Linked DNA regions of Sus scrofa: region 2 is linked to region 1. A link is a contact called in public promoter capture Hi-C data. All regions are on one chromosome and are shown on one strand. The core of a region is the stretch at or near the end of the contact, and the rest is flanking DNA. Distances in the headings are between cores, read along the strand shown.

Region 1 (2,938 bases), core at 406-2,905:
TTACTTATAGATAAGTACATCATAAATTAATTCCTGCAGAGCCGTACGGAGAGTGACCGAATCCCTCCTGACAAAACCTTTTATGGGCCTGCAAACTTTTATTACTAATTTTAAGAGAACAATATAAACATTCACCAATTTTGTGGAGAGTGAGGACAGTAAAGAAACCAAGGGCCGTTTCTTTCTCTCCTCCCTTGTTTCCTAAGGAGTCAAGAAACTTCGTTGCTATACTCCTTGACCAATCACAGAAACTTCATCTTTCCCAGGTATGTGTTGTGTTTCAGGGTTTTCAAAGCGCTCTTCACATTATCAACGGGATATATACTAAAAAAAAATCTTATAACACTATGTAAAAATATAACATTCAGAATTCAAAATATCTGCTATTAAATCCTTGCTCTAAAAACTAGGGCCCAAAATGACTTTCAAACAACAGCAAAAGCCAAAAAACCCTGTTTCCACGTAGTCACTCCAAATCACTTCTGCACAAAATCGCATGATTCCTTAATTACGCCGCAGTAGCGTGCTATGAGGAATCCCGGCAAGTGGACACGCAGAACCTCAAAACCACTGGCCAAGACCCTAGTGGAACGCCCTGCAGAAAGCTTCCGGACTCTTGGCGGACCGTCCCTTCCCCCAACCATCGGCACAAACAGGAACTCAAAACGCACAATACAGAGCACCGCAACCGCCGCCCGCCTCCCGCCGCCGAGAAACTTCCGCCAAGAGCAGGAGCCACCGCCTCCCGAGCTACCGAAAGAGGAGGGCCGGGAGCCGCCCGCGAGTCCCAGCCCCTCCCCGTGGCTGGGCCGGCCCCCGGGGAAGCCCCCATTCGCCCCACCCCGAGCCAGGACCCGCCCCCCAGCTTCCCCGGCCTCCTTCCTGTGGGAAGTGCGGCTCCTTTCACGTCCCCCACCCTCTCGGCTCCGCCTGGCAGCCACTCCGCCGCTAAGCGCAGGCCAGGCTGGACCGGCGAGTGGTGCCGGAGAGGAGCAGTGCGGGCCCTCACACTGGCGATGCACACAGGCCTGCCTCCACCTGCGGGCCTAGCCAGGCAGCAAGCCGCCCGCCCTCCCCCTTGCCGCGGGCGAGGTCCTACCTCGCCACCAATACGTCTTGGACAAGTCGTGCCAGGTCTGATGCTGGGTGTGGTGAGTGCCGCCTGGACCCAGGTGCGCCGCCTCGATGAGACCCCGGCGCCGCTCGGGCTGCAGCACTACCTCCAGCTCGGCGAAGGTCTTGCGGTGCCTCTGCCGTCGCTGGTAGTACAAGGTCCCATCGCGCACCACGTAGCAGGCGGCTGCCTTACGGATTTTACGCTTAACATTGCCCTCGGTGCCCGGCGCGTATGGCTCGCACTCGTTCGTCAGGTAGCGCAGGATGGCCTGGTAGCTTTCCTCGCTTGACATCGCTGACGGCGGCTCCCTGAGGGCGCCTGTCAATGGCAGGAGAGAAAAACAGTGCACTGGCTCCAGGCGGATGCAACAACGGCGGCAGCACTGTAGGGAGTTACGACTGTGTCTGTGGTGAATACTCTTCGACGGCGCCCGCAGCGCGGAGGGAGAACCGACGAGTTGGTAACCAGGGGGAACTGCACTTCTCCAGCGCGCGGGATCCGCTGGCGACTGACAAAATGGCTGCTGCACCACCGGAAGTGACGCAAATCAAGGGCAGTGGGTGAGGGGACTAAGCCCTGATTGGAGCTGGAGTGCAGAGGCTTTCTGGATTGATCTAGCGGACTGAGTGACGTCAGGACTGCGGTCGGACATTTTGGAAGCGGGTAGGCCCTTCTGGGGAGACAGAAGTGGTTTGGGGCAGACATCTTAAGTCCTGGCAATTTCCCTTTTGATTTTTCCCTTCTTTCCCATGCTCTGAGCACGTGTAGGAGCTTGTGGGCAGTTGTTTATACCCTCGGTGATACCTTAGGATGTAAAGGAGCCTTTTTTTCCTACGTGACGACGCTTGGAGACCCTCGACAACGCAAATACGCCAGATTTTGAGGCTCTTAGTAAAGTATTAGTCAAGGGATACAAGACCAAAGAATGCCCTTTTACACGGAAATGTAGCTTCCAGTGTTATAAAATCCAAGTCTCTCCGTTATAGGAGTTACTGTAATTTCTAAGAATCAGCTGGTTCAAAACTACGCATGGTTTTCCTGGAATTATCGGTTGATTCAGTGATGATTTTCTACCAGTGAGGGCACTTAGACTAGCTAACACTATTTCCTTACAGCTTATTTACATATATTTTCACATTAGCTTGGGAGGAAAAATTTTCCATTTTACACCCAACATATATTGAAGGCACAAAAGGCCAAGGTAATTCGACCTACGTTTTCCAATGTGCATTCTAGTTGAGATATTTAGCCTGGAGCGGTCCTGGTCAACCCGTCCCTAGGTCGGATATGCAACGCAGATTAGAGACACAGGCCTATGACATTTAAAGCTACTGGGGTAGAGCGCTGTTAGTGCTTAAACTGGAGCCTGAAAACCCTGGGCCAACCCTCTTACATCCCATCCTGGAGTCTGCAGTCGCTTGGGTGAGGGTCTAACCCTTACGGATACAAGTGAAGACAGACCACAGTTGAAAGCAGTAGGCTCAAAGAATGGAGTGCAGTCTGCACCGTGCTTGGGCAGCGGGGGCGGGGGAAAGAGGGGGGGGTGTCAGAATTTCCTAACGGCCAGAGATACTTAAGGCAGTTTAATATTCTAGCTATTGGTACCTGAACTGCCAGGCCCAGAAAATACAGCTGCCAGGATTAGGGTTTACATAGGCTGCTCATTCCACAAATTACCGTTGGGGTAGGAGGTATTAGAAGCAGACACGCATTCCTCCCCCGCCTCCACGGGGTGGGGCACCCAGAGTGGGTGGTCCAGATCCACCCTTCCAAGGGTATTGTGCTGGGTCAGCACTACCACTGTTTTCCTGTGAAACTAAG
Region 2 (3,026 bases), core at 330-2,829, 1.2 Mb before region 1:
AGTTCATATTTAAATGTCCCTAATTGTCCCCCAAATGTGTGTGGGCTTTTTTTTCTTTTCTTTTCTTTTCTTTTTTTACGTTTTAGGGCCAGACTTGTGGCATATGGAAGTTCCCAGGCTAGGGGTCCAATCAGAGCTACAGCTGCGAGCCTACAGCACAGCCACAGCAACTTCAGATCCCAGCCGCATCTGTGACCCACACCACAGCTCATGGCAACGCCAGATCCTTAACCCACTGAGCAAGGCCAGGGATCCAACATGCACCCTCATGGTTCCTAGTTGGGATAGTCAATCGCTGAGCCAGGAAGGGAACTCCTGTTTTTTTGTTTGTTTGTTTGTTTTTTGGTCTTTTTAGGGCCAAGGGGCATATGGAGGTTCCCAGGTCAGGGGTCGAATTGGAGCTGTAGCCATCGGCCTACACCACAGCCACTGCAACGCCAGATCCGAGCTGCATTTGGGACCTACACCACAGCTCATGGCAACGCTGTATCCTTAACCCACTGAGCAAGGCCAGGGATCGAATTCACAACCTCATGGTTCCTAGTCGGATTTGTTTCCACTGCGCCAAAACGGAAACTTGTTTGTTTTTTTAAAGTATCCTTTTAAAAAACTAAGATCCAGGGATTTCCCCTTGTGGCTCAGCAGAAACAACCGACTAGTATCCATGAGGATGTGGTTTCGACCCCTGGCCCTGCTCAGTGGGTTAAGGATCAGGTCGCAGAAGCAGCTCGGATTCCGCGTTGCTGTGTCCTAGATCGGCAGCAGTAGCTCTGATTCCACCTCCAGCAAGGGAATTTACATGTGCTGCGACCCTAAAAAAAATAATTTCCACTTCAACATAATTTCTTAAACAATTCCAGAGCATTAAAAAGGATAGCAAACTTTTTATGATGTTAAAAAATTGAGTATATTGATTCACAATGTTGTGCCTCGTTTTATGATTTTTGATCCCCAAACCTGAGAAAAGCACACACAAAACACAAAAGTCAAAACACAGTCCTGACTAATAAATATAAATGCAAATATCCTAAAACAATATTAGCAGATTTCAGCGTATTAGAGGACTGAATTATTGTTGAGGATATTCTGTCTAAACTTTTAAGTTTCTCTTTTCGCCTTCCCCATTACGTAGCAGCCTTGTAGTACGACCCCAGTGACGTCTAGAGTGCCTAAATCAACCTATAGAAATTTCATTCCTCTTACAGCGACTGGTTCAAATAGACCAAGGCAATCAGCAAGTGGTATCTCTCCTGGCCCCACAGGTGATCCAACCAGATAGAGGTTCAGTCTAGAGGTTCAGTCCTTTTGCTGAGAAACCGAGAGACCGGCTGTTAAACATTTATTAGCACGCCACCTCGATTTAAGTCATCCCTTTGTCTTTCGAGGATCTGACTACAGGGATGATGGAAAACAACGGGCGATTAAAAGTTGTTTGAGGAGAGAAGCAAAGACAACACCCTTCCCGCGGAGGGGGCAGGCCCGAAGGAGGGGTAGGGGCGGGCCTCGGCGCCGCGGCCCCGCCCCAGACGCGCGGCTTTGCCCCGCCCTTCGCGGCGCCGCCGTCGGCCCAGTGACCTCAGTTCAGCCCTAGGAGGCCATGGTGCTTCTCGACAAAGCAATGGCTAGTAAGTTGCGCGGCGGCCTGAACTCACCTGGAGGGGAGGCTTCGGGTATGGCGCCAGGGGAGGACCTTGCCGGCTTGGCCACTCGTCTCCGCCCCGTATCTCCGCTGCACTCATGGCCTTCCCTGCTCCTGTGTCCGCGGGGCTGGGGACCCGAGCGGCGAGAGTGGTGCGCGGCGGCGTCACGGGGAGGAGGCCTTGGAGCGCAGCGCGGTGCGGTGGCCGGGCTTCCGGGCTTCCAGACGGGACCGCGGGAGCTCCGGGTCTCTGCCCCTGATAGGCCCTCACTTTGCTCCCCACTGTGCTCCTGTGACACGTAAGACTGCGACTCCAGATGAGTTCCGTGCCCAACTACTCCAGAATCACTTGGGCGGGAAGGCGCGGGCGGGTGCTCATTAAAAATGCAAATTACGCACCTTCCCTGTAGTCTTCCCAGTTGCTCGCCGCCTCCCCCTCGCCCCAAGACAGTGTTCTTTCTGAAAAGCTTTCGGTAATTATGGTACTTAAAGTGTGAGAGTCTGACCTGTGAGAGTCCTGGAGACTTTTGCTATGGCTTAGATTGATTTTTGAACTTGGGTTTTGCACAAAGCATCATTCTAGTTATTTGTGGTTTGAGCCTTGTCACGTGTAAATGAAGCACCTGTTTTCTTTGATTTGGGCTTGTGTGGTAAGCGGACTGGTTAATTTGCTCCCGTGTGCACCCCCTCAAACCCACCGATGATTGCCCTTTTCTTCTGAACAAAAAACTGGGCAGGTTGCATCTGGACCTTGAGCTTTCAGGTTAGGTATTACACATCCCTATTCTGGATCAGCCCCAGGGGTGTGAGTTTCTAGCTTCGTACCCGGGTCTTTGCAGGATTCTTTCACATGAGGCAGTGGAGTGCTCTGGGCTCAAAGTCTGAAGACTGGATTATTACAGTCTTGGCTCAGCCCATGTCAAGTCATTTAACCTCTCTGGACCTCAGTTTCCTGTCCTGTAAAATAAACATAAATCGTTCATACCAAGGTTTAGTGAAGCTCCCTGAAGACCGTAAGATTTGTGAAAGTGCTGTATTTCATTTCAACCTCTGGAGTACAGCACAAGTTGGTGGAATGGACGTTCAGGATCTGGGTATAGAAGTCCTTTTACATACCTCCTGAGTGTGACTGTATCTTTCAGAAGAGGCTGATGGACTTGAGAGCTTGGTGGGGTTGATGGTAATGTTGATTTGACTTCCTTGAGGAGTGTTTTCAAGTTACATGACCTCACCTCACCCACCCCAAAACAAACAATGTGCCCCTTCAGTCTTAGATTTTGGCTTGGTTGTGGCTGTGCCATTTAACTTTGTTAACTGGCTTTGTGCTCCTTTCCCTCTGCAGGCCTCTTGTTTCTTCATCTATAAAATACTGTTAGCAGTACCTCAC

What was found. Promoter capture Hi-C pulls out the DNA fragments that hold promoters and counts their contacts.
Region 2: a promoter capture Hi-C map of liver shows a contact between it and region 1, with 3 times the contacts expected there. The contact joins the promoter of NIT2 here to the promoter of ZBTB11 in region 1. A contact is called at or near these places in 1 of 5 promoter capture datasets (liver) and 1 of 2 datasets of contacts at active chromatin or transcription factors (alveolar macrophages).

What each region holds. Positions count from the first base shown.
Region 1 is chr13:157,420,741-157,423,678 of Sscrofa11.1, reverse strand. ZBTB11 (zinc finger and BTB domain-containing protein 11) reads right to left here and starts at 1,655. Exons shown (of 11, transcript XM_003132695.5): 1 at 1,100-1,655. The coding sequence starts at 1,409.
Region 2 is chr13:158,651,648-158,654,673 of Sscrofa11.1, reverse strand. NIT2 (nitrilase family member 2) reads left to right here and starts at 1,579. Exons shown (of 10, transcript NM_001244342.1): 1 at 1,579-1,625. The coding sequence starts at 1,598.